Regions from separate parts of the Mus musculus genome. Here regions 1, 3, 4, 5 and 6 are each linked to region 2. The links are chromatin contacts, called in public ChIA-PET, HiChIP or PLAC-seq and promoter capture Hi-C maps. All regions are on one chromosome and are shown on one strand. Each heading gives the region's core, a stretch centred on a gene start, on an enhancer-like site or on the middle of the called end of the contact. The rest is flanking DNA. Distances are from core to core; before and after follow the strand shown. Region 1 holds the start of Hrh2 (histamine receptor H2). Region 2 holds the start of Thoc3 (THO complex 3). Region 3 has its middle 28 kb from the start of Gm34640. Region 4 has its middle 25 kb from the start of Gm52069. Region 5 overlaps Hrh2 (histamine receptor H2). Region 6 holds the start of Drd1 (dopamine receptor D1).

What was found. Promoter capture Hi-C pulls out the DNA fragments that hold promoters and counts their contacts. ChIA-PET counts read pairs in DNA pulled down with a chosen protein or histone mark. HiChIP or PLAC-seq counts read pairs in DNA pulled down with a chosen protein or histone mark.
Region 1: a promoter capture Hi-C map of hippocampal neurons shows a contact between it and region 2, with 2.3 times the contacts expected there. The contact joins the promoter of Hrh2 here to the promoter of Thoc3 in region 2. A contact is called at or near these places in 8 of 39 promoter capture datasets (the C10 cell line, cranial neural crest, embryonic stem cells and 4 more), 2 of 484 Hi-C or Micro-C datasets (B cells and embryonic stem cells) and 3 of 115 datasets of contacts at active chromatin or transcription factors (embryonic basal ganglia, large pre-B cells and memory CD8 T cells).
Region 3: a contact with region 2 is called in an H3K4me3 HiChIP or PLAC-seq map of embryonic stem cells, with 2.7 times the contacts expected there. The contact joins the enhancer-like site here to the promoter of Thoc3 in region 2. A contact is called at or near these places in 8 of 39 promoter capture datasets (the C10 cell line, cranial neural crest, frontonasal cranial neural crest and 4 more), 1 of 15 datasets of contacts at CTCF or cohesin (large pre-B cells), 2 of 484 Hi-C or Micro-C datasets (B cells and Th2 cells), 2 of 115 datasets of contacts at active chromatin or transcription factors (both in embryonic stem cells) and 1 of 9 other capture datasets (embryonic stem cells).
Region 4: a promoter capture Hi-C map of hippocampal neurons shows a contact between it and region 2, with 7 times the contacts expected there. The contact joins the enhancer-like site here to the promoter of Thoc3 in region 2. A contact is called at or near these places in 23 of 39 promoter capture datasets (the 3T3-L1 cell line, 3T3-L1-derived adipocytes, the C10 cell line and 13 more), 3 of 15 datasets of contacts at CTCF or cohesin (the NIH/3T3 cell line, large pre-B cells and pro-B cells), 35 of 484 Hi-C or Micro-C datasets (the AML12 cell line, B cells, the C3H10T1/2 cell line and 25 more), 11 of 115 datasets of contacts at active chromatin or transcription factors (cardiomyocytes, embryonic basal ganglia, embryonic hindbrain and 6 more) and 1 of 9 other capture datasets (adipose tissue).
Region 5: an RNA polymerase II ChIA-PET map of memory CD8 T cells shows a contact between it and region 2, with 17 read pairs. The contact joins the enhancer-like site here to the promoter of Thoc3 in region 2. A contact is called at or near these places in 8 of 39 promoter capture datasets (the C10 cell line, cranial neural crest, embryonic stem cells and 4 more), 5 of 115 datasets of contacts at active chromatin or transcription factors (acute myeloid leukemia, embryonic basal ganglia, embryonic stem cells and 2 more) and 1 of 9 other capture datasets (liver).
Region 6: a contact with region 2 is called in a promoter capture Hi-C map of the C10 cell line. The contact joins the promoter of Drd1 here to the promoter of Thoc3 in region 2. A contact is called at or near these places in 3 of 39 promoter capture datasets (the C10 cell line, liver and pre-B cells) and 1 of 115 datasets of contacts at active chromatin or transcription factors (astrocytes).

Annotation. Positions count from the first base shown.
Region 1 is chr13:54,189,774-54,194,120 of GRCm38.p6, reverse strand. It overlaps Hrh2 (histamine receptor H2), which reads right to left and starts at 1,992. Exons shown (of 3, transcript NM_001010973.2): 1 at 1,928-1,992.
Region 2 is chr13:54,466,291-54,470,542 of GRCm38.p6, reverse strand. It overlaps Thoc3 (THO complex 3), which reads left to right and starts at 1,703. Exons shown (of 6, transcript NM_028597.3): 1 at 1,703-2,002; 2 at 2,561-2,717; 3 at 4,159-4,252. The coding sequence starts at 1,736.
Region 3 is chr13:54,151,760-54,155,730 of GRCm38.p6, reverse strand. No RefSeq gene overlaps it. Among named protein-coding and RNA genes, the nearest start is that of Gm34640, 28 kb to the left of the region's middle. Within about 2 kb of position 1,805, at least 29 of the 459 cell types and tissues checked have an H3K27ac peak or open chromatin away from gene starts, as enhancers often do. A contact at or near this core is called in embryonic stem cells, where this site is marked.
Region 4 is chr13:54,113,289-54,117,489 of GRCm38.p6, reverse strand. No RefSeq gene overlaps it. Among named protein-coding and RNA genes, the nearest start is that of Gm52069, 25 kb to the right of the region's middle. Within about 2 kb of position 2,924, at least 19 of the 459 cell types and tissues checked have an H3K27ac peak or open chromatin away from gene starts, as enhancers often do. A contact at or near this core is called in cortical neurons and hippocampal neurons, where this site is marked.
Region 5 is chr13:54,207,855-54,211,926 of GRCm38.p6, reverse strand. The region is part of intron 1 of Hrh2 (histamine receptor H2); the gene reads right to left. Among named protein-coding and RNA genes, the nearest start is that of Gm16578, 13 kb to the left of the region's middle. Within about 2 kb of position 2,351, at least 113 of the 459 cell types and tissues checked have an H3K27ac peak or open chromatin away from gene starts, as enhancers often do. A contact at or near this core is called in acute myeloid leukemia, memory CD8 T cells and pre-B cells, where this site is marked.
Region 6 is chr13:54,052,870-54,057,299 of GRCm38.p6, reverse strand. It overlaps Drd1 (dopamine receptor D1), which reads left to right and starts at 1,642. Exons shown (of 2, transcript NM_010076.3): 1 at 1,642-1,739; 2 at 2,687-4,430. The coding sequence starts at 3,107.

The DNA of each region.
Region 1 (4,347 bases), core at 743-3,242, 280 kb after region 2:
AGGGATTTCTTTCCCAAGGATGAACCAAATCCTTCTGATTGCAGTTTAATCCTGCTTTTACTTCCTCGGGGCGTTGGTGGAGTGGGACCACAGCTGGGTTTGTTTTCCCTGCGGACATGATGACTGGGAAGGCTTCTGGAGAGAGTGTCTCTAAAAGGAGTGTTTGCCAGATTGAATCTGTCACCAGATTTTTGTCTTCTGTCTTGTCCCTCCTATTCAGATGTCACTGTCACTTGGATGACACGGACTGAGTCAACCCAGTTAGTACAAGTTAGCCATTAGTCCAGGACAGAGGGAATGGGCATGCCTCAGAACCCAGGGGAGCTGTCCAGGCTGAGACTCAGCGGGGAGGGGGGTAATCGGGACAGGGTGACACAGGGCGGAGTCAGCTGCAGAGGCGAAGCAGTTCAGTATTGCTTTCTGTGGGACACTGAGCAGTGGCCTTCCTTCCTTCCTGAGCTTTAGAGGCAATGCTTGGTGAGGGTACCAGCTCTCACTGACAACCATCAGTCACCTCCAGGAAGTGTGCAGCTATTCTTCCGGTGTGGGACAAGGAGGGAACTATAGCCAAGTCTACACTGGGAGCTGTGCATTTCATGCTCTTATTTAATGGCTGGGACTAGAATGATACAAAGCAGTATCACCCCTGCAGCTGGGAGGATGGGAGGCCAAACTCCACAGCAGGGACTACGGGAAATCACTGTGGAGAACCTCGGTTTCTCCGTCTGCAATAGGGGGTTAACAATACCGGTCCCCAGAAGTACTGTGATGACAACTTTAGTCTGAATTATTATACACCTAATGTGCCTGGTGCCAGGCCTGCCCACAAATGATATCTTTACTCTTTCCGGTTTTCCCCAAACCCAGCTCAGAGATCAGTCCCATAGTCCTGGATAACCTTTGGGGAAAGCAAACATGTTTATAGAAATTCATAACTCTCTCTTATAATTAAGAAAGCAGAAGCTTGGCCAAGACTTATCTGGGAGATGTCTCTTAAAAAAGCCACCTTGACATGTGTCTGAGGGGAGGGGTGGGGCTCCTAAGACTTGAACCTCTCCATTCTCTGGGCCCTGTTCTATGCCTCATGCTTAGCTACATATATGACCTCCAGACAAACAGTGCCAAGGCTCAGTAGACGCCAAAGTTAGTGTATGACAGTGACCAGTGGGAACACCTCTGCTCAAGGGTGCTTTACTGCCCTGTGAATGTCAGAGGGGGAAACTGAGGCTTTCAGGCTCAAGGTCACTGGGTTTCTCAAACCAGAGTCAAGGCCACTTCTGAACTTCCACTACCAGTGAACAGCTATCAGATGTCCCTGGTGTCTCGGACAGCTACCAGAACAGCTACCAGAGTCCCTCCCAGTCTAGCGCAGGGAACTCCTCGCTTCCCAGCAGCCCAGGAATGGGGCAGCAGCCCAGGAGGACTTAGGCAAGGCGACCTGTTCTTGAGAAACTAGACAGCCTCCTTCCTGTCAGCCCCTGACGCTTCACTGGTGCTGGGGAGTCAAAAGTCTCTCCAAGCTCCCACACATATATCAGGAGACTCACGCCACCGCCCAGAGGGCACAAAGCAAGCCTTTAAGCGCAAGAAGATTTTCAAATTCACCTTAGAGGGCACGGGGGTGTGAGGCTACCCTGGCATCCCTCACATCCGCGGGATGAGGCAGCAAGCCTAGCTCATAACACCCCTTTGGGGGTGGGTATGACCCTTGAGGGTGACAGGGAGGAAATCTAGGTAGAGGCATCAGCCCAAGGTCAGGTGCTTCCTGTGTGCAGCGCAGCCTGAGGTCGATCTGGGGACGGGGGTCGGCAGGAATCTGAAGCAGGCAGCCAAAGTGGCCACGCCACAGCCTGGTCTCCGCGCAACCCCACCCGCGTCCCCATCCCGAGGCGACGTCTGCCAGGAGGCGTCGGTCACCTTACCTTACCTGGTGCTGCTGCTGTGCGCCACCGGCTGTACCGGGTCGCTTAGGACTGCGCGCTTGCACTGGCTGGGGCAAGGATGGAGCTGGCGGCGTGCGCCTAGCACCCACTTCCTCGTCCCCGCCCCCAACTCGCTCCTCCTCGTTCTGAAAGCCGCTCCTTTCCTCAGCGTTTTCTCCCATATTCATCCTCCCCTCTTCCTTTCTCCCCCCTCTCCCTTTCCCCCCTCTTCCCCTTCTTCCTTCTGTCTCCCCCTTTCTTGCTCTCTCTTCCTCCCTCTCTTCCCCCTTCCCAACCCCCCTTTTCTTCTTTGGACGCTTTCACCCCTCCCTCTTCTTTCCTCCCTTTCACATGGTCATCTGTCACGTCCCCCCCCTCCCGCCACCACCCCCACCACCACCCCGCCACCCCCACCCCCACCCCGCCACCCCTCCTACATATTCTGGCTACTTATTCTGGGCAGCTCCCTGGCCTGAGACTCTGCCCACCTGTGTGCACATTGATGGTGTGAGGGGAGATGCTCAGTCTTGGCTCACTCTGGTTTGAGAACGCTAGGCCAGAAATCTGATGAGCCCTTCACCTGAGTTCCTCCAGGACCTGACCACTCCGAGAATGGCCAGTTGCGAGAGAAGAACCAGCTTTTCTGAGAAAATCCTGGAAGATCTTGGGAATCTGGAAAGCCAGATTTGGGTAGATCTCAGTCAGCCCAGGGGTTCTGGTGGAAAGAAATGGGAGGGGGTTGGGGCTTTGGAAGCAGGACAAATAAAAACTGTCCAGGTAGACTGTTCCACCTCCTAGATGCTGAGCCAGTGCAACCTGAGGCGGAGTGTCTGGCAGGAGGTAGTGTCTCAAATCAGTGCAGACCCAAGCCTCTTACTTTTCTTTGACAAACTCCCTCCACGTAGCAGATTCCCCTCAAGTACCCAGGGGCAGCTCATCTGGCCACCTGCCTCCCTAGCTAGGCTGCTACTCCAGTGCCTAGCACAGCACTGTGGTCATTCTGCCTGTCCCTATCTTCTCTCCTGAAGTTCTTGTGGCAAGCACTAGATAAGTGTCTCTATTTGTGAGCCAGTTTCCTCCTCTGTGACCCTAAGGGTCATGCTCACCTCACGGAGGCTTGGATAACAACAGATAAAGCCTTGGGCCAAGGCAGTGAAAGGGATACAGGGTGAGCTTTGTGCACACTCTGCTCACTAGGGATGCATTCGCCATGTTCCCTTGTGCCAAACCAGTCTGTTTCCAAGGTAGACTTTTGAGCTCTTCTCTTGCCATTCACAAAGCATCTTAGGTCATCTCTAAAACGTGCAAGTTGGTCACATGTCTCTGCTCCTGGGCGTCCAACCCTCCCACACTTTCTGCTTTAGTCACACACAGAACCAGGCTCCTCCTGTCCCCAGTAATCTGTAAAATGCCTCTCTACAACAAGTGTAGTCATTGTCCACTTAGTGCCTCTCATGGCAAGAGCATGATGGCCCCCAGCTTGCAGAGCTACTAATGTGTTGGTGGAAATGACTTTGGTGAGAACCTGCCCCATCTCTTTTTCATCTACCATGGGATGCCATTAGGGGAATGTTCTGGAAGAGGCTAGTCCATTACCTGAGTCCCCAGGGAACAAGCAATATTAGCGAGGGTTTAGCTTGCTGAAGGCCCTTACAATTTCTGAAGTCATCCACCTTCCTTTAAAAAAAAAAACTGAGTTTTTATTTTTGTGTATAGGAATGTCTTACTTGCATGTATAGTCTTCACATTGTGTGTGTGTCTGGTGTCCATGGAGACCAGAAGAGGGTAATTGGATAGCCTGGAACTGGAGTTACAGACGGTGGTAAGCCACTGTGTGGACAATAAGAGTCAAACCCAGGTCCTCAGGAAGAGCAGCTCTTAACTGTTGAGCCAGTTCTTTAGATCCAAGTCATCTGATCAGGTTAGACAGTCATGGTCTCTTCAGTACCGCACTGAGTCACACAGTCAGGCTGGTTCTAGCGATTGGTGGTTAGGATGAATGGATATTTCAAAAGAGAGGGGCCCGTGCCTTGGAAAGTGTCGCGGTTCCGGCAGTGTCCCGTCCGCAGGAGGTGTCAGAAAAGTTACCACAGGGATAACTGGCTTGTGGCAGCCAAGCATTCATAGTGACGTCACTTTCTGATCCTTTGATGTCGGCTCTTCCTATCATTGTGAAGCAGAATTCACCAAGCGTTGGATTGTTTACCCACTAATAGGGAACGTGAACTGGGTTTAGACTGTCGTGGGACAGATAAGGAGGTCGGCCAGTTCCTCCTGCCTTCTGTTTTTCATAACCCACACACACATGCACACTCCACAGTGGGGAACAATCATGGAGGAGGAGGGTTCCCAGGCTGCCCTTTGAGAATAAAATGGGAGGCCAGAACCAAAGTCTTTTGGTTAAAGCAACACAGCTGACTACACA
Region 2 (4,252 bases), core at 454-2,953:
ATTGGGTGCCTACTATGTGCAAAATACCAGTGGAGGGGGCCAAGACTGCTGGGTCATAAAAACAATGGAATGACAGATTTCAAGAAATTATATTCAGGTAGGGAGATAGCTATTACTGAAAGTAACAGAAGAGAATATGTAGGGAAAATACACAGGAATTCCAGTCCCAGACAGAGTACAGAACACGGTATTCAGGGATAGACCCATTTAAAATGATTTCATGGATATGCATGTGTGAGTACACGTGTGTATGTGGGGGCCAGAGGACAACACGGAGGTGGTTCTGAGGCACCATCCCTTGTTCTGTTTTGAGAAAGGGTCACTCATTAGCCCGGGACTTGCCAAGGAAGTTAGACAGCTAGCCAGTGAGTCCTAGGGATCTGCCTGTCCCTGTCTCCCCAGTGATGGGGTTATAAGCCTGCGACACCACAGCTGGCTTCATAAGGACATTTTCACACGAATATTTGTTGGATATATTCCTCTGGTGTCCCCTATCCCTGCACAGTTCTTCTCCAGTGCTTGGCGAATCCTGGCTGTGCACCATTGTTTTTTTCCACCCGGGTATCTTTTGGTTTAACAGAGACATAAGTGGGAGGATCAGAGATGTGAGCATGGCACACAAAATGGTCATTGTACTTTCCGCTATTTTCTTTTAGTTTACTATCATGTATATACAATATCCTTTAACAACCAAGATCAAAAGACAGAAAAACGTCTTGGGAGGCAGAGGCAGGCGGATGTCTGTGTGTTCGAGGCCAGCCTGGTCTGTAGAGTGAGTTCCAGGGCAGTCAGGGATACACTGAGAAGCCCTGTCTTCAAAAACTAAAAACAAAAACAAAACCCCCGAACAAACCAAATCTCAAATTAACCGAACAACTTTTCCCAAGTCCAACCGACAAACCCACATTTCTTTTTTCTTTTTTTTTTCTTTTTTTTTTTTTTTTTTTTTTTTTTTTGGTTTTTCGAGACAGGGTTTCTCTGTATAGCCCTGGCTGTCCTGGAGCTCACGTTGTAGACCAGGCTGGCCTCGAACTCAGAAATCCGCCTGCCTCTGCCTCCCGAGTGGTGGGATTAAAGGCGTGCGCCACCACGCCCGGCTCAAACCCACATTTCTTATCAATTCCTTCATTCCACAAACATCTAACCTTTCTCCAGGAGCGACAACTTGCAATGGCCTTTTGCTTTAAGGGCACGATGAGGACCTTACAGTGAAAAACAACTCTAGAAAAAAGATATTTTACATGCAGGTAAACTGGAGGATTTATCTTGACTCTCTTTTTTGAATAAGCAAGGCTACCAAGAAACTGGTAAGAAGACCATTTAAAAAAAAAGTTGAACTCTTGGTGGGGGGTGGGGAGGGGGAGGGAAGCAAGTCGGGCAGTGGTGGCACACGCCTTTAATCCCAGCACTTGGGAGGCAGAGACAGGCAGTTTTCTGAGTTAGAGGCCAGCCTGGTCTAGAGTGAGTTCCAGGACAGCCAGGAAACAAACAAAGAAACCCTGTCTCGAAAACAAAACAAAACAAAACAAACCAAACAAAAAAAAGCGAATTTAAGGAAGAATCAGTCCTATTTCAAAAGGGAAAGGTGGACGCGCGCTGCATGGCGGGATTTGTAGTTCCGCGAGTGAGAGGCGCCAGCGCGGAGCGACGCGGCGCTTTTTCGGCGCATGTGCAGGGCGACGGCGCCAGACTCAGAGTATCCAGCTTCCGGCGCGCGGTCCGTGAGGAGGGAGGCATGGCGGCGCCCGCTGCGGTCCTGGGCCCCTCGGCCCTCGGCCAGAGCGGCCCCGGCTCGATGGCGCCCTGGTGCTCAGTGAGCAGTGGCCCGTCTCGTTACGTGCTCGGGATGCAGGAGCTCTTCCGAGGCCACAGCAAGACGCGCGAATTCCCGGCGCACAGTGCTAAGGTGCACTCGGTCGCCTGGAGCTGCGATGGCCGTCGCTTGGCCTCGGGGTCCTTCGACAAGACTGCCAGCGTGTTCTTGCTGGAGAAGGACCGGCTGGTGAGCTTGTAGGGCACGGGCTTGGCGGAGAAGAGGGCTGTGTGCGGAGGGAGAAAAAGCAGGAGAGGTAGGGGTATGGCCTGTCGTTGGCGGTGATGAGGAAGGGGTTTGGGGCTGGAAGAGTTGGAATGACGAAGGGGGTGAGGCTGCCTGGCGGAGAGCAGAGAGCGAACTTAGTGGCAGTAAAGAGGTGTGGCGACGTGGCTGCGGGCCGGGGGAGGTTGAAGTCAGGTGGCAGAAAGTGGTGAGGGTCTAGAAGAGCCCTGGTGACGAGTGGCTAGGGACTAATGGGGTGGTAGAGCCCCTAGGGTGGAGAGGAAGGCTTTATTTGAAAATGATAGCGCAGGACAGGTTGGTTGAGGTGGTGGTGGAAAAAGAAAGAAGGGAGGCCAGGAAGGGCCAATGTCAAAGCTCAGAGAGGTTCATGGGGGGGGGGGGGAGGGGGTGTTGTAGTTTTGGAAAAAGAATTAGATTTCTGTTTTGAATTATCCAGATCTTTGCTGGTTTCAAGGCACCACTGTTTGGATAAAAGTGGCATCTGGATTCTGTTCTTTTAAGGTCAAAGAAAACAACTACCGGGGCCACGGAGATAGTGTGGACCAGCTTTGTTGGCACCCAAGCAACCCTGACCTCTTTGTCACCGCATCTGGAGATAAAACCATTCGCATCTGGGATGTGAGGACTACAAAATGCATCGCCACTGTGAATACGAAAGGTGAGTTCAGAGAGAGGGGGTTCTGGAGGAAAAGCTAGTGTGATCTGCAGCAAGCATCTTTGTAGCAAGTGCAGGTTATCAGGATGGGTTGTATGTGTCTGTCTGGAGAAGACAGGAACAGAACAGAGCACTTTTCTGGCAGGCTGTAGATGTATAGGAGAGCAGTGGAAACTATACAAGAGTAGTATGTGCAGAGGCGTGGAGAGTTTGGGAGATTCAGGCAGGTTACAATGGCTGAGAAACCATGGGCGATCTGGAAAGTTGTGCGTTTTGTTTAAAGGCTGTGTTCAAAGAAGCAGTGTGGTAGTTTGAGTAGGCTTGGCCCAGGGCATGGCACTATTAGGTGTGGCCTTGTTGGAGGAAGCGTGTCACTGTGGGTGTGGGCTTTAAGACCCTTATCCTGGCTTACCTGGAAGCCATTCTTCTGTATGCCTTTGGATTAAGACGTAGAACTCTTAGCTCCTCCTGCTCCATGTCTGGTTGAATGCTACCATGGTCCCACCTTGATGATACTTGACTGAACCTCTGAACCTGTAAGCCAGCTCCAATTAAATGTTGTTCTTTATAAGAGTTGCCTCGGTCATGGTGTCTCTTCACAGCAGTAAAACCCAAAGTAAGGCAGGCAGTTTTGTTGATTTTAGATTTTTTTTTTAATTTTCATCTGTGTGTGTGTGTGTGTGTGTGTGTACGTGTGTACGTACACGTACCACATGTGTATAGGTGCTGGAAGAAGGCGTCTTGTCCTCTATAAATGTAGTTATAGGTGATTGTGAATTGTGGGTACAGGGAATTGAACTTGGGTCTCCAGGGAAAAAAACCCAAGTGTTCTTAACCACTGAGCCATTTCTAGCCCCACAGGGGAGAAAATGTGTGTGTGTGTGTATACACACACACATACATATATATACATATATATGTACACATATATTTTTGAGGGGGAGACAGGGTTTCTTTGTGTAGCCCTGGCTATCCTAGAACTCACGGTGTAGACTAGGCTAGACTCATGAACTGAGAGATCCACCTGCCTTTGCCTCCCATGTGCTGGGTTTAAAGGCATGTATCATCACCACCAAGCTCCCACAATAGAATTCTTGATACACCTTCTGATAGATTTTTAACTGCACTATAGACAGTAAAGTACAAAAAAAAAAAAAAAAAGGTGTTTTGAAAAAAGGTTTAATGAAGTTGAAAATTTTAACCTGTGTTCAGTGTGGACACGCGTGACTTTGATGAGACTGGTGCCAGGGGTTGGAGTGGGGAGGTGCTTTGACAAATGTCTAGACTCACGGTCGCCTCTTGGTCATCGGAAGCTTCCTTCCATTGATTTGGTGAGGAATAAGTGCTGAAGGTAGCTCTGATCTTCTTTCCAGGAGAGCAGAATAAACTCTGGAGGCCGATGGGCAAAGGTGAGCTTGCTGACGGATTATATCTGGGTTCCCAGGGGAGAACATTAACATCTGTTGGAGTCCCGACGGGCAGACCATCGCTGTGGGCAACAAGGACGACGTTGTGACTTTCATTGACGCCAAGACACA
Region 3 (3,971 bases), core at 556-3,055, 310 kb after region 2:
ACTGCTGTGATCAGACATCATGACCAAGGCAACTCTTTTAAGGACAACATTTAATTGGGGCTGGCTTATAGGTTCAGAGGTTCAGTCCATTATCATCAAGGCAGGAACATGGCAGCATCCAGGCAGGCATGGTGCAGGAGGAGCTGAGAGTTCTCCATCTTCATCTGAAGGCTGCTGCTAGCAAAATACTGGCTTTGAGGCAGCTAGGATGAGGTTCTTAAAGCCCAAGCCCACAGTGACACACCTACTCCAACAAGGCCACACCTACTCCAACAAGGCCACACCTTCTAATAGTGCCACTCCCTGACATAGAAAAACCATAACAAAACATAACTACACAAAAGCAGTGGCTTCATCGGTGGAGCCTATGACTCCACCAGTCACAAGATTTAATCTTGGCTAAGGTACTAATTGTGAGTTGCCCACTGTGGAACAAAACTTGCATACAATTGGGAAGCAGTTGGTTACACCCATGACAGTCATGTCAATATTGGAAAAGAAGGCCCATTTTGCCTGGTATGTTTATATTTCTTAGTGAAGAGTCCATAGCTGACCAGAACTAGCATCCTCTAGTGCTATAAAGGCCAGCCAATAAAGAGGCAGCTTCCAGCTTGGTCCCAACCTGATTTCTCCATGTCTTCTATCCAAAGCATGTGGGGTCTTCAGCGATGGGGTCTGTCTTAGTTAGGATTTCAATTGTTGTGAAGAGACACTATGACCATAGAAACTCTTATCAAGGACAACAGTTAACTGGGGCTTTTTTACAGTTCAAAGCTTTAGTCTGTTATTGTCATGGTGGGAAGCATGGCAGCAAGCAGGCAGACATGGTGCTGGAGAGGTAGCAGAGAGTTCTACATCTGGATCTATAGGCAGCAGGAGGACACAGTGAGCCACTAGGCCTGGACTGAGCCCACCTCCCAGTGACGCACTTCCTTCAACAAGGCCACGCCTACTCCAACAAAGCCACACTTACAATTAAGCTACTCCTTATGAGTCTCTGGGGGCTATTTTCATTCAGACAAACCACAGGGTCTTACTGTGTAGTCCTAACTAACACCAGTGGCAGTATCCTTTATTCTTTATGAGGCTTTGGGAGTCTCTCTAGCCACAACTCATATGGCTATAACCTCTGCTTGCTAATGGCATTTTTACTTAACAATCTTATGACCCATGAAAGCATCGTTTGCCATTTACGGAGAATGTCTTTATTTAAGATTCTTAGCTGTTAGCGCTATTGTTAGATATTTTTACAAGTCTGCAAGGCACTCGTGTATATCTAGGTGTTCCAGTTTCATTTCTGTTGCTAAAGTACCCCAGTGAAAAGCCATGTAGGGAAGGCAAGGGTTTATGAGGCCTACAATCCCAGTTACAGTCCTTTATTTTGGAGATGTCAAGGCACAGACTTAACGCATCATTTCCAGAATCAAGAACAGAAAGGCTATGTAAGAAGATCACTGCTTGCTCGAGCTAAGGCTCAGGGCCCAGGCAAGACAGCAATGCAGATGGGCAAGTGGCATAGGGACTAGGATAGATGTCTCAGTCAGTCTCTCTCTCTCAGTCTCTTGTCTACACACACACACACACACACACACACACACACACACACACACTCACATACATCGAGACAGGGGTGGGGAGCAGATGGAGTCACCTACTCCCTCCAGAGATGAGCTGGTCTCTCAGGAGGAGGATCCCATCACCCAGCACTGCTTCGCAAAACTTGAGCTTTTCCCAAGGGAAGTGAGGAGGCAGCGTGCTGCTCTCAGCAGGCCACGGACCCTGCTCCTCCCCCTGGCTGCTTTGCTCGACTCCTGCTGGAAGTCAGAGGCGGAGTTCAGGGGTGTCACCTTTATCTGAGAACTGCCTGTCCTCACTTGAGCTCCTCCCGCTTCAGCCATTGTTTCCTGTTTTTCAGAGGGCAACCCTACCACGTTCACTGTGCACTGCTAGCACTAGGGTGGGCAGCAGGAGTCCTCAGAAGAGGCCTGGGCAACCCCAGGCCCAGGTATGCGGCTAGAGCAGTGGTTCTCAACCTTCCCAATGCTGTGACCCTTTAATACAGCTCCTCCGGTTGTGGTGACCCCCTACCACCACCACTATAAAAGTATTTTGTTGCTACTTCATAACTGTAATTTTGCTACTGTTACCAGTTGTAATGTAAATGTCTGATATGCAGGATGTGTGAATCCATGCAGAGGTCATGTCTCACCGGACTGGAGCCTCTGAGTTAGAGGCTCACTATGAAGTGATTTCCTTGCTAAGCTGTGGGGTGCAAGTGGGTGGCCAGCTTGCCCTGACACAGGGAAGCTTCATTAATGAAGGAAACCAGTGCGGGGCAGCAGGTTGGATAGAGGAAAGAACAAGGAAAAATAGAAATGAGTACAGAAGCTAAGTTGAGTTGGTTCTTTGTTGCTCAAAGAGTTGCTGCAAACCACTCCACCACCAAATGGAAGCCTTCCTGATATCCGGAGTAGGAGTGGTCCTCGTACTTCGGTGCTCAGCTGCTTTGGGCTTTTGTCTTCTTGCTCTTGGACTGGGAAACTGCTCTTCTCCCCTTATTACTGCCTGATCCTCATAGCAGTCAGCACCATTAGGTGCATTAGCTTCTTCCTAAGCGGCCGTGTGCATTTTAATTGGCTGCCTGGAGAGCTTGTTAAGAAGTCAGTAGGGAAGAATGCTGAGTTTGATTAGTTATGTCTGTTGTGGGGACCCATGCGGAAGGAGGGCAGATTCCTGTGCATCAGTAGGGAAGGATGCTGAGTTTGATTAGCTATGTTTATCTTAGGGACCGGTACATAAGGAGGGCAGATTGCTGTGCTGCAACCTGCCAGTGGATGTGAATCAATCTTGGTCTGATTTTATCTATGCCAGTATTATCAATAGACGGGAGTCTTAACCGATTTTCCAAAACCGATTTCCCAAATTGGTGCCATTTATCAACCCCATTGAGAAAATGGAGGTGGAAAGATCTGTAGTCAGAGGTGACTGAGGAGCCTGGAGTAGAGGGAGATTCATAAAGGATGTGGACCAGAGGCCACATCTTGCCTCCAGCACCTTCATGCACAATTATTCCCCTCCCATGACACCTGCATATGAAGCAGACACCCAGTCTGGCCTGCAGGGGTCTCACCTGTCAACTGAGCCAGATGCTCTGGTGCCTTGTTTCTAGCAGATGCTATTTGTGTCCTGTGCTTGTGTCCCTGTGAGATGTTGTGGTGGTTTGAATAGGTATGGTTTGAGTGCTTGCTTGGCCATAGGGGCTGGCACTGTTAGGAGGTATGGCCTTATTGGAGGAAGTGTGTCACTGTGGGGTTGGGCTTTGAGGTCTCCAATACTCAAGCTCTACCCAGTGTGGCACACTGTCTCCTGCTGCCTGAGATTTTAGATATAGGACTATCAGCTCCTCCAGCATCATGTCTGCCTGCTTCCTGCCATGATGATAATGGACTGAACCTCAGAAACTGTAAGCCAGCCCCAGTTAAATGGTTCTCTTTCTAAGAGTTTCCTTGATCATGGTGTCTCTCCCCAGCAATGAAACCCTAAGACAGATGTTACTCTTACTAACTCTTAATTTTTCCTCTGAGCCCTGCACCAATGTCCTCTTGCCCTCCTGTTACAATAACATTGAAGACCCATAAAAGGAATGATGCTGCCTTCTAGCCAAAGGAATAAAATCTACTTCTAGAGACATACAGTTGTCTCTTCAATCGAGAGTTAATCCAGTGGGCCAAGGGACCATCCCTAAGGAATGCAAGTTTACATTAATCTACCCTGAAGTGATAGTGTAGCTGGCCTTTGCTACTTTGTGGGCTCTTTTTTTCCCCCACCCTTTATGCCTGCAGTTTCACCTCCTATCACTAGATAGAAGAGAATGAAGGATATATATATATATATATATATATATAGAGAGAGAGAGAGAGAGAGAGAGAGATCTGAATCTAATTTCTTTTTTTCCTTTCTTCTTCTTTGAG
Region 4 (4,201 bases), core at 1,675-4,174, 350 kb after region 2:
AAGATGTGACTGACCGGTGTGGTGGTGGCACAGCTGTTATGGCTGTAACCAACTGCTTTCTCGTTTAATGTAAGATCCCCTCTATAGAAAGACACTCACTATTAGTGCTACAAGATAAAACCTTGTGGCTGGGAAGGCCTTGGCCCCGTTGCTTTGTTAAGTAGGTGTGATGTACTGTGGAGGTGAGATGGTGGTGAGACATAGAATTTCTGGATGATGGTGATCCATGAGTCAGGAATCCAGGATCATGAGGCACAGAAGAGACTGGGATACTGAGAAGTAAGAGATACTATAGGAGCCTCTGATGGGGGCTCCTGGAGCAGGCCATTAGCACATGCCAATGACATTTCTAAACATGACAAGGCTCCCGGGAGCTCCCAGACTTCTTCCTCCAGTGCTCTGGGTTTAGCTGCAAGAGTGGTTTCCTTTGGACACAAACAAGTGCAGTATCATCAGGAGCATGGTAAGTACTTGGAATGATAAGGTCTAGCCTTATGGATGGTGAGAGGCTACATGGGGTGCGGGGGGGCACTGAGGTGCCCTAGCCAACACCCTAGTCTGATTACTAGGCATGCACATGACTGAAGACCTATCTGGCTTCCCAGCAACCACATGCAGCTCCTCACCTGAGTCTGGGTGAGAGCAGGAGAGGCAAAGCCCGGCCAGCTGCAGGATCTGGAGTAGAATCTTCTTGAAAGAAGTGAGTGTAATGGTTTGTTATGCAGCAACAGGCAGGGAACGTCAATGTACCAGAATAAGCCCCTCACAGGGAGAAAAGAAACCTTACACTGAAGTCCACCAAAGACCAAAGAACTCATTTCTAAAGTCATTCACAGGCATAATAGAGCCCACTGTGGGGCTCCAGACAGCACCTGATACTTCAAGCAGCCGACCCTGTATCTGAAACCCTCTCTGAAGTGCATTTTCAAAGCTCGATGATGAGCCGTGGCTTTAGGGACATCTGCTGCCTGCCTTGGGCAGCTTCAGGATATCTTTTTTTTTTTTGGTTTTTTGAGACAGGGTTTCTCTGTATAGCCCTGGCTGTCCTGGAAACTCACTCTGTAGACCAGGCTGGCCTTGAACTCAGAAATTCACCTGCCTCTGCCTCCCAAGTGATGGGATTAAAGGCATGCGCCACCACGCCCAGCTTTCAGGATATCTTGATGTTTAACATGGGAACAGAGACTGGCCCTGTCCATCTGGACACTGGCAGAAGGTAGGCTGAGGGCTGGGCCTGGGAGGAGGTGACTGTGGCAGGCACCAGTGTGGTGGGCAGGGTACTCTGCTCAGAGCTCTCTCTGTGTCATGGTGGCTGGTGGGTCTTTTACTTGTTGTGATTCCCCCACCTGCGAGGTGGCCATTTCTAAAGTCATTCACAGGGCTCATGAGGGATGAAATGAAGTGTTCTCTAGGGAGGAATAAGCTGAATTTCTGCACAATGGGGCTCATTGATGGGCGAGAACTACATGAGAGAGAACACATGTTAGTAAGCTCTGCACTGTGCTGGACAGAGTGCAACTGTGTGGGCCTTAATCTGCTTCCTAGCATTGCCAGAACCACGGAACGATTTCTGGTACGTTCCTGTTACTAGAAGTTCTCAGCCAGAGATGCATCTTAAAATAGGCTCCCAGTGCTTAAAAATTCCAGTCCCCAGCCTAAGCTCTCACTGAGAGAGGTTTGGAAGGGACCGGAGGACAAGACCCCTTTAATGGACACGACCCCTTTAATTCCCTCTCAAATGAACTTGGAATGAAACTTGGGATTAAAAATGCGTGCTGTCTACATACTCAAACAGCGAGTGCTCTAATGCTCAGTCAACTTTCAGTGATGTCCCATTGCTGTCAGTCTCTGTCCTTGTCCCTCCAGATCACACCTCCCCAACCTCTGGCTCTGTTCTCAGATGGATGGAATTGGACCTGCCTCCTCCAGATTTTGCTGGGAGACTCTAAGCACGTGGAGATTCCTTTGTTTCTCACGCTAAGTTCACAGCACACTGCCTTTTCCTCTGTAGCAACCCTACTTCACGTAGGGGCTTCATTTCCCTCTCCCTCCTCCTCTTCCTCCTCATCACCTCCTTCTCCTCCTCTTCTCCATCCTCCTCTCTGTCCTCCTCCTCCTCCACCTCTCCTTCCTCCTCCCCTTCTCCTCTTCATCCTTCTCCCCTTCTCTTCTCCATCTTTCTCCTCCTCCACTCTATCCTCCTCCCTCCACCTCTCTGTCCTCCTCTCTGCCCTCCTCCTCCTCCTTCTCCTTTCCCTCCTCCTCCATTACGACCACTACCAGCTCCCACCACCAGCACCACCACCACCTTCTTTGATGTCTCCTGGCCTGTTCCACTTTCTCTGTCCTCACCCCCACAGTCCCCTTAAAGCTTCTCACCCTTCCTCACCCCACATGGCTCCTCTCTGAAAGTGGATTCCCAGCCCTTCCTTCCTCATCTGAAATTGTTATTCAGAGTCCGTACCACGGGGTTGGGCCCGTTCTTATTTCAATAGAACCGGTATTTTCCTCTCTATTTTTAGTTTTAAAAGGCTGTTCTCTCATATTACCATCTTTGTCAGAGCCACTGCTTCTGTAGTCAGCATTTTCATTATCAGAGTAGCGCACAGTCTACTAGAAAAAGGGATGAGAACAGAGCCTGGCTGGTGACTGCTGTCAGCCCTGTTGGATCTACGCTCCTGGCCCTGAAGGCAGCAGGATGGCTTTCCGGGACCACCCAAACGAAGCTCCTGGAAGCAGCGTGGGAGCTTTTCCATTTAGATGTTATTATAGAGGAAAAGGCCAAGGGATTGGGGGACACAAACAGGCCACTGGCCCAGGGTTCCCTGGGAATATTAATGTTCAGACTGCTCAGTGGAACAGATTGGCCCATATTAAAGATGAGGAGATAGGCTCTGAGAAGAGGCTCACCGAAGCAGTGGCAGCGCCAGGCTGTGAAGGAAGCCCAGGGTTGAGGCTGAAGCCGTGCCGTCTCAGGTGCTCAGAGCTCCCAGGACCGGGATTCGTGGGCTTTTTCCTAAGCTGCTGCATGCTGCTCTGATCTCTAGGTCTTGGCATAGTTTCCCTTCCTGGTGATCTCCGCGCCCATTGGGGATGGCTCAAAAGGCTTGCTGGGGGCACTCCCACTCTGTCCCCTTTCACAAAAAGTTCAATGCTCATTCTCTGAGCTCCTGGAATACCATCAGCTCTGGTGGCACAGAGGTCAAGGGCAGAGCCCTGCCCACCTTAGTCTGGGGTGTGACCATGCCTTTCTCTTACTTTCGCTGAAGACCCCCTTTTACAATGTACCCCAAAGAAATGCACATGGGGAGGATTCCATCCTGCCCACGGACTCCAACAACAGCAATAGCTACTGCTGGGGGAATTGTGTCTTTCTTCCAAGCCTTTAGGACCACCTGCTTAAGCTTGGGACTAGCCTGCAGCCTCTTGCCACCAGCAGGCAGCTCCTGGAAGCATCTAGCATCAGCCTTGAGATCTTGCAGGCAATGCTGCTCTCTGGTGTCACTTCACAGTACTGCCGTTCCTCTCTGGTCCGGAGCTGGGATTGCAAACCCTGGCGCAGGCCTGACAAGGAGATGTGAGATAGGAGTCTCTCATTGGCCTGAGGCTAGGCCAGGCTGCCTGCCAGTGAGCCCCAAGAGATCTGCTGGTCTGTGTCTCTCCAGTTCTGGGTTACAAGTGATCACCGGTTGTTGCACCCAGCTTTTTTATGCAGACACTGGGGATTGAACTTAGGTCTTCATTACTTTAGGACACTTTATCTCTTCAACCTCAGATTTACAGAGGTCTCTGCTTCCTGAGTGCTAAGAACAAAAGTAAGTACTATTGTGCTCTACTGTAGAATTATTTTTCAATAGCAATGAACATGTCCTGAGTTCGAGAAACAGAAAAGAGGGGAAAAAGTAAACCTCAGGCCAGCGTCGGTCTTAGTGCCCAGTGGCAGCCTTTCTTCTCTGCTTAGTGCACACTGTGACAGTCAACTGAAATGTACCAATATGTCTATTTTGCAAGACTTTAAAAAATACTAAAGGACTTGCGTTCTAATGTCTTTGATTACTCCTATAACAGTGCATGCCTATTATCTTTTGCTAGGAAATATCTCGCCATCCTCTGGGAACGTCCTCCAACCTCTCTGCCACCCCAGTCCCTTACCTGCTTCCCCAACATACTCAGTTCACACGGCTCGCATGGGAGAAGCCAG
Region 5 (4,072 bases), core at 1,102-3,601, 260 kb after region 2:
CCCCTCCCTCCCTCCCTCCCTCCCTCCCTCCCTCCCTCCCTCCCTCCCTCCCTCCCTCCCTGCCTGCCTCCTATGAGAAAAAAAAAGTGGAGGGGCAGGTCTCCCTCCCTCCCTCCCTCCCTGCCTCCCTCCCCCCTCCCTGCCTCCCTCCCTGCCTCCCTCCCTCCTGCTTTCTTCTACAGTCATTTCTCTGTGCTGCAGAGCTCTGGGTGCCAGGGATGGACAGGTGACTGTTATGATTTGTGAGTCTTCCAGGATCCATTTCTCGGTCTTTCTGTTTAGCATGAAGCTCCCAGAGTTTCCCCCGAGAGCATTATGAAGGCAGGGGGTGTTTGTGTGGTGCTAATGAGTCGAATGCTCACACTAAGGGACTGTATCATCTACACATCGCTCTATAACCTCCTTTTCTGAATTTCTCTTAAGTGTATAATGGACATCTCTTTAAAGGACTTAAGATTTAACTAATTCTTTTTCCTGTTACCCAGCCTGAGGTGATATAACCACAGATGCATGGACAATACTAATGCCTTTGTTGGCAGGCTTGGATGTGGCAAAAATATGAAGACAACACGAGTTTCCACCATGAAGAGGGTGATAGATCAGCAAATGACAGCGAATCTATACTGGGTAACAGGCCTGGCCTGGGTGATGTTGCATACAGCAGGAAAAGATCATGGGATGCTAAGAACAGCCCTAGGAATGAGAGAAATGGTCTCCGTTTAACTTCGAGCGGTGGTGTGGACAAAGACCCAAGTGATGTCACTCCTCTGATACCTGGCAGAACCCAAACTCAGATTCAGTCCTGCAGTTGGAGAAGTGGCTGCCAAAGGTTTGGCCACCAGCCTGAGGTGTTACTAGAGGTGGTGGAAGTTTTAGTAAGTTGGGCCTATGGAGAGGAAATGAGGTCATTAGGATTAGCCTATTGAAGGAGGTAGCTGGGCTCTGATCCCCTCAGGTCTCTACTGTTGTTTCCTGGCCACCATGAGGTGAACAGACCTCTCTGCCATGCACTTCTGCCATGATGCGTTATGTCACTGTAAGCCTAAAGCCACAGGGCCAAAGACCATAGACTGTCACCTCTGGAGCTATAAGCCCAATTAATCCTTATTTCCCTGTTTACCTTAGGTATTTTGTTGCTCTGTGAAAAGCTGACTAATATACACAGTTCAAGTTATGGTGGCTTGTTCTAAATGCTCATTCTTTGATTAGACTACAGTTTTTCTAATCAATTGGATCTCGTCATTCATCACCTGTCATCTACCCATCCACCTGTCTGTCCATCCACCCACCCATCCATCCATCTATCCACTCATCTACTCACCCACCCACCCACCCATCCACCCATCTATTCTTCCATCCATCATCCATTCAGCCACACATTTATTCACCCACCCACCAACCTACCCATCTATCCACCTGTCCATCTATTCATCTACCCCACCCACCCATCCATCCATCCATCCATCCACCATCCACCCATCCATCAATCCCACCAACCCATCCATTCATCCATCCCACCAACCCACCCATCTACCCATCCATCCATCCATCCTTTTCCATCACCCATATAAAGGGAAAAGTGTGTACAGTGTGGAGTGTGTGCATGTGTGTGTTCTTGTATGGCTTCCCCACCTTAATGCTCATGACCCTGGTGACTTTCTGAAGGCAGGAATGTGTTTATTTTATATTGAATATTCCTGAGCAGTTGTGTAAAGCTGAAAAAGCATTATGTATGACTTCTTGTTTATCTTTGATACAGTTTCAAGCAGTTTCACTCTACCTCTCTGTACATGTGACAAATTTATAATATTCGTTCGGCCACTTCCTTTCCTATCTTACAAGTTGACCACAAATATTTCAGTTGTACAGTTATGTGTTTCCTGTCAACAGCTCCTTAGGTTTGCCTTAATGCATTTGAAAGAGGTACTTGTTAAATCTACCCATGCAGAGCAAGCCCCCAACACACATGCAGAGAGAAGCTTTTGATTTTGGCTACAGGTGGTCCTAGCCACTGCCACCTTGTTAACAAGGCCATTGTGTGCCCCTTGTCCTGGGTGGCCTCCATGGGCAGCACTCGAAAGCAATCATAGGCAGGGGACTCAGCGGATCTCTTAGATATCTGTTACATCCACCCAGCCATACTGGGCTCTCTGTGGGGGAACTGAGCCTGCTTTGGTCGGTTCCCATGACCTGTCTTTGTTGTCTCTTACCGACTCTTGGCTGGGCATTCATGGTGAATGGTCCTATCCTCCACCTTCTGTGTCAGCTCCTGCCTGCTGAATGCCGACTGTGCCTCACAGCAGTCTGAGGAATCCGGTTGTGGCAGTTTCACTTTCTCTTGGTTCTGAAGAGTGCCATTCTGACTGTGTGCCTCTGTGTGTGCTGTTCCTACTGCCTGGCAAGCTGGCTCTCCATCCCTTCCTTGTCCTGTATGCTCTTGCTCTCCTCCCAAGTCCTCATCTCCTGTCACCTCCTGGTCCTTTGGGGTGTGTGTGGGGGGGTAGTTTTTACTTAATTTAATTGCAGTTGTGCCAAGTTCTCTTCAGGAGAAGTGAGAGAACCATGGAAGACAGAAATGAGGTAACAGCGAAAACAGGGCCCACATGGAGAGGGGACACCCCCGAGGAGCTTGAGGTGGGAGATGGTGTTCTGTAACCCAGGGTGCATGTCCTTTCTGGCAGGGGACAGGGAGAGTACGCAGAAGATGCTACAGTTAGGAAGAAACAGGACTCCTGCCACCCATCAGGCATCCCTGTGGGTCTGCGTGTGCAGGCACGGACGAAGGGCCCTGCCCAACACCATAGATGACTGGATACCCATACCACTGGGTCTCCAGGGGGCAGCCCCTTTCTGTCAGTGTTCATGTACCTGAGGTGGAGAAGGGAGAAACACCTCAGAACCAACTCCCAAGAAGCAATCCAAAGTGGCCTCAGGAAGCAGGCAGCGACTGAAGCACCGTGGCTTTCATGCTTTACAGAAAGACAGAGCTCCCAGGCTTTAGAGCAGCCACCGCACGTGGTGACTGGCAAGGAGACTTGGTACGTAGAGGGTTGTGGCTGAAATGATGCCGGGTCTTCCCAGGAGTGCGCTCTGCTCTCTTAGGGCTGTCGGAAAATGATGATATGGAGGCACTTGAGCTGGTGCTTGGACTTAGCTTCCTGTGAAAGCCTGAGGTGAAGGCCAGGGAAATGAAAATGACACAGCAGGTCTCAGGTCTCCAGGGCTTCAGCGCAGGCCAGGGAGGGGCAGCAAGGGCTGAGAGATGCAAGGAGACTCAGAAGAACCAGCCCCGAGTGTGTGTGTGCGTGTGTTTCTGTGTGTGAGTGAGAAAGAGGGTGTATTGAGTGTACGTGTGAGAGTGTATATCGAGTGTGTGTGAGGGTGCATGTGTGTGTCCTGAATGTGAGTGTGTATGTGAGAGTGTATGAGTGTGTATGTGACTGTGTGTATCGGTGAGAGTGTATATCGAGTATGTGTGAGTGTGAATGTGAGTATTGAGTGTGAGTGTAGCATACATTCGAGAGTATATAGCAAGTGTGTGTGTGAGTGTGTATATGAGAGTGTATGAATGTGTGTTTATTGAGTGTGAGTGTATATGTGAGAGTGTGTGTGAGTGTGTGTATCGAGTGTATGTGGGAATGTGTATATTAAGTGTGTATGAGAGTGTATATGTGAGTATGTGTATTAAGTGTATATGTTCGAGTGTATATCAAGTGAGTGTATATGAGTGTGTGTATCAAGTGTACATTCGAGAGCGTATATCAAGTGTATGTGTGAGAGAGTGTGTATGTAAGTGTGTGTATATTGAGTATATGTGTGAGAGTGTATATCAAGTGTGTATGTGTGCATGTGAGCATGTATATTGAGTATGAGTGTGTATGTGTAAAAGTGTGAGTGTGAATATGAGTGTATATCAAGTATGAGTGTGTGTGTGAGTGTAAGTGCGTGTATCAGAGTGTATATGTATGTATGTGTGAGAGCATGAGTATGCGTGTGAGAGTGTGAGTGTGCATGTGTATGTTGTGTGTGTATGTGAATTAGTGTGTGAGCTTGTGTGTCTGAGGGTATGAGT
Region 6 (4,430 bases), core at 393-2,892, 410 kb after region 2:
GGCCCTTTGTCCTCATCTTCCTCATTTCAGGGAATTGCAGGGTAGGAAGAGCAAGAGGAGTTGCAATTCCAGACTCACACAACCATCTTGGACTGGAAACATCCTCTAATTTGTGTTCGCTGGTCAAAAATGAAGAAGTATGGTGAAACAAAGTTCCAATTGCGTAGAGAGCGACTGCTTCAGGGATGAGAATCCCCTGAGGGTTTTACCCTGTGCTGACTCACGGCTCTAAAGCAGAGTTTCTCAATGTGTGAATTTTGACCCCTTATGTGTATGTGTGTGTGTGTGGGGGGGGGGGGGGTCACATAACAGACAGCCTGCATATCACATATTTATAGTATGATTTATAACACTAGCAAAATTACAGTTATAGAGTGCAACAAAATAATTTTTTGGTTGGGGGTTGCCACATATTGCAGCATTAGGAAAGTTGAGAGCCACCATTCTAAAGGCATGTGGTTCTTGGGGTATATGTCTGATCACCAGTCTGTGGAACTTGGTGTGTGGCAGCAAGACTGCCAGTGGGAGGACAAACCGGGAGCACAGGTGGAGGAGGACTGGTGTCAATCATTTGACTACATCCAAAACCAAGATATGATTTCTGCTGGCTAATTAGGAGAGCTATTTAGGTTGTATAGAGAAAATTCGGGCATTCAGTGTGGTGTGTGGTTCTCATGGAGACAAGACTACTACCTTTTTTTTTTTTTTTTTTTTTTTTTTTTTTAACTGGTCTCTGAAGAATTTCTGGCCACCAAGGACTGACTGAGTCCATATCTGGTCCCAACTCTTAAATAAGTATTTCATTTAATTTTTACATCAGTAAGCACAGGAGTCCAGGCAAAGTGATTTCCAAGTTCCATACTTAATCTCTTTTCACACAGATGGGAAGGCACTCTGGGGCTGCGTCTATGCACTAAACGTCTCTGAGGCCACACATTCCTGTCTCTGCTTTATCCCTGTGCTAATTGTTTAGATAGTGGGCTCCATCCTAGACACGGCTGTGCAAGCGACAGTCAGGCAGACAGGCCACCATCTTCATTAGCTACTGTGTTAACGTGGAGTAGAGCCCACAGTCTTTCTGAGCATCACTGTCCACACAGATGAAATGAAGCTGTGCAAGCCAATAAGGAAGGAGTTTTGCAAGATGTCGAACATCATGAGGTGTGTGTGTGTGTGTGTGTGTGTGTGTGTGTTTAGGGGACACAGAGGCTGCTGAGTTTATGCCAGGTCTCTGATCACTTGCACAATAAGTTGACATGTTGTTCTCACTGCTGCTCCAGCCTTGGCACACAGGGGACACAAAAGGAAAATCATGGCTTAGAGAATAAAATGCTAGCCAAAGGGACTTCTTATTCTTGTGAGTTTTTAGGGGCATTTCAAACGAGGGAGGCTAGAGCGCGGAAGACCTGCCTCTCACCGTCCAGATTCTGGCAGAAGGGGACAGGGAAAAGCATGGTCGAGGCCCTGCATCTTGGTTACACACACTGGCTGAGGCCCCTGTGATCTGAACCTGCTAGGGCGCAGGCGGGGTGTAGGAAACCAGAGGCCCCGGCAGAGGGCGCCGGGTACCTGCTGAGAGTGCGGCACCGTGTTTGGGGTGCTTGTGGGGCGCGGGTCACGGGCTGCACTCGTGAGTTGACCGCAGAAGCGCCTTGGCGGGCGGAGCGCGGAGAGCAGAGCGAGCGGCACAGGAGAGGGCGCAGGGTTGGCGGAGTCGGGGAGCGTGGTCTCCCAGATCGGTGAGCACTCTCGTCCTGGGGCTTCCCGTACCCCTGCTGCGGGGCACTCAGTGACAACTCAGCGACGTGGGCAGTGTCCAGGACTAGCAGGGCGTGGGTGTGGGTAGGGTCAGCTCTGACCCCGAGCTTTGGGTGGAACTTGGAGTTGACCCGGAGAGGCGCTGAACGAGAGTTTGGTTTACTTGATTTGAGCATCAGGATTTGTTCCTCAGGTTCTGTCTTGTGCCAGGGTCCCCCGGGGAGGGGTGGGGGGATCAGGTAGCCAGAGAGGGCACAGCGATTAGGTAGGCGTCCCACACCCCTGCTCCAGCTGTGCCTTCAGTGAACCACGTGTGGCTGTCGCCCGCCACTCTGCCTGTCAAGCTCAGCCCACCACCGGGGCCGGGAGGGGACGCGGAGGCGGGGTGGGCTGTGCCCCGCTGGAACCCAGCCGGCCGGTGCCCTCGCTCGCTCGAGCTGTTGTGCTTGCCTGGAGCTCCTGCCACTGCTGACAGGGAGCGAGCGGGTGGCTCCCCAAGGAGGCTCAGGGTCCTGCCCTAAGAACGAGGAGCCAAAGGGGTGCCCAGAGCTGGGCTTCCTCAGACAGGACAGAAGCTGTTCCAGTCCTGGAGGTTCCTCTCCCAAGGAAGCTCCGAGAACCCTCCTGGGGGCGGGGGCAGCAATCTGTAGGTGGGCAAGGTAGCAGGAGGGGCGCCGCTTCCCTGGCACCTGGCCTGGGATTCCTTTCCCAAATCCATCCCAGAGATTTTTCTGCATGAGGAGGGGGAACACTTGCTCTGCTGGAGGGACTCGTTGAGTCCAGGGGTTTTGGGAGAAGTGACTCTAAAGCAAGGTAGGTGGTCTTGATGGACTTGTCCAGGGGGTGATGGGCTGAGATTTTGTGTAGCCAAATAGGAGGTCTGCACAGAGTATTGGTGAACGACTTTGTGTTTCCCTTTGCTTTTTAGGGCATTTGGAGAGATGTGGCACCAGGGGCTTGAAGGAGAAATGCATGTATTTTAGGCTGTGTCTCAGAAGAAGAGGCAGCATCCCCGAAAAGTGACTGAGATTGACCAGGAAGAGGCCCCAGACTCTTAGAGTATGCTTAAAAGCCTATGCATTCCTTGGGGAATCTAGGGACCAGCGGATGCCAGGGAACAGCGACCTGGAGCACTGAACCCAGAAGACAGGTGGAAAGCAAGCGGCTCTTCTTCCTGGTATGGCTTGGATTGCTATGGAGATGCTCCTGATGGAACACCATTGTGCTTTTGTCCAGACAGCAACTGGGGCTGGAGAAGGGGCTGGGTGGTGAGTGATTGGGGGAAGTCTGGCTAAGCCTGGCCAAGAACGTGAGGGCTAAGCCACCGGAAGTGCTTTCCTTCTGGAAGATGGCTCCTAACACTTCTACCATGGATGAGACTGGCCTGCCAGTGGAGAGGGACTTCTCCTTTCGCATCCTCACAGCCTGTTTTCTGTCCCTGCTTATCCTGTCCACTCTCTTAGGGAATACCCTTGTCTGTGCCGCTGTCATCAGGTTTCGACACCTGCGGTCCAAGGTGACCAACTTCTTTGTCATCTCTTTAGCTGTGTCAGATCTCTTGGTGGCTGTCTTGGTCATGCCCTGGAAAGCTGTGGCTGAGATTGCTGGCTTTTGGCCCTTTGGGTCCTTTTGTAACATTTGGGTAGCCTTTGACATCATGTGCTCCACGGCATCCATCCTTAACCTCTGTGTGATCAGCGTGGACAGGTATTGGGCTATCTCCAGCCCTTTCCAGTATGAGAGGAAGATGACTCCGAAGGCAGCCTTCATCCTGATTAGCGTAGCATGGACTTTGTCTGTTCTCATATCCTTCATTCCAGTGCAGCTAAGCTGGCACAAGGCAAAACCTACATGGCCCTTGGATGGCAATTTTACTTCCCTGGAAGATGCCGAGGATGACAACTGTGACACGAGGTTGAGCAGGACATACGCCATTTCATCCTCCCTCATAAGCTTTTACATCCCCGTAGCCATTATGATCGTCACTTACACCAGTATCTACAGGATTGCCCAGAAGCAAATCCGGCGCATCTCAGCTTTGGAGAGGGCAGCAGTCCATGCCAAGAACTGCCAGACCACCACAGGTAATGGAAACCCTGTCGAATGCTCTCAATCAGAAAGTTCCTTTAAGATGTCCTTTAAGAGGGAGACTAAAGTCCTGAAGACACTGTCTGTGATCATGGGGGTATTCGTGTGCTGCTGGCTCCCTTTCTTCATTTCGAACTGTATGGTGCCCTTCTGTGGCTCTGAGGAGACCCAGCCATTCTGCATTGATTCCATCACCTTCGATGTATTTGTGTGGTTTGGCTGGGCGAATTCCTCCCTGAACCCCATTATTTATGCTTTTAATGCCGATTTTCAGAAGGCATTCTCGACCCTCTTAGGATGCTATAGACTCTGCCCTACAACGAATAATGCCATAGAGACTGTAAGCATCAACAACAACGGGGCTGTGATGTTTTCCAGCCACCATGAGCCCCGAGGCTCCATCTCCAAGGACTGTAATCTGGTTTACCTGATCCCTCATGCTGTGGGCTCCTCTGAGGACCTGAAGAGGGAGGAGGCCGGTGGCATACCTAAGCCACTGGAGAAGCTGTCCCCGGCCTTATCGGTCATATTGGACTATGACACCGATGTCTCTCTAGAAAAGATCCAACCCGTTACCCACAGCG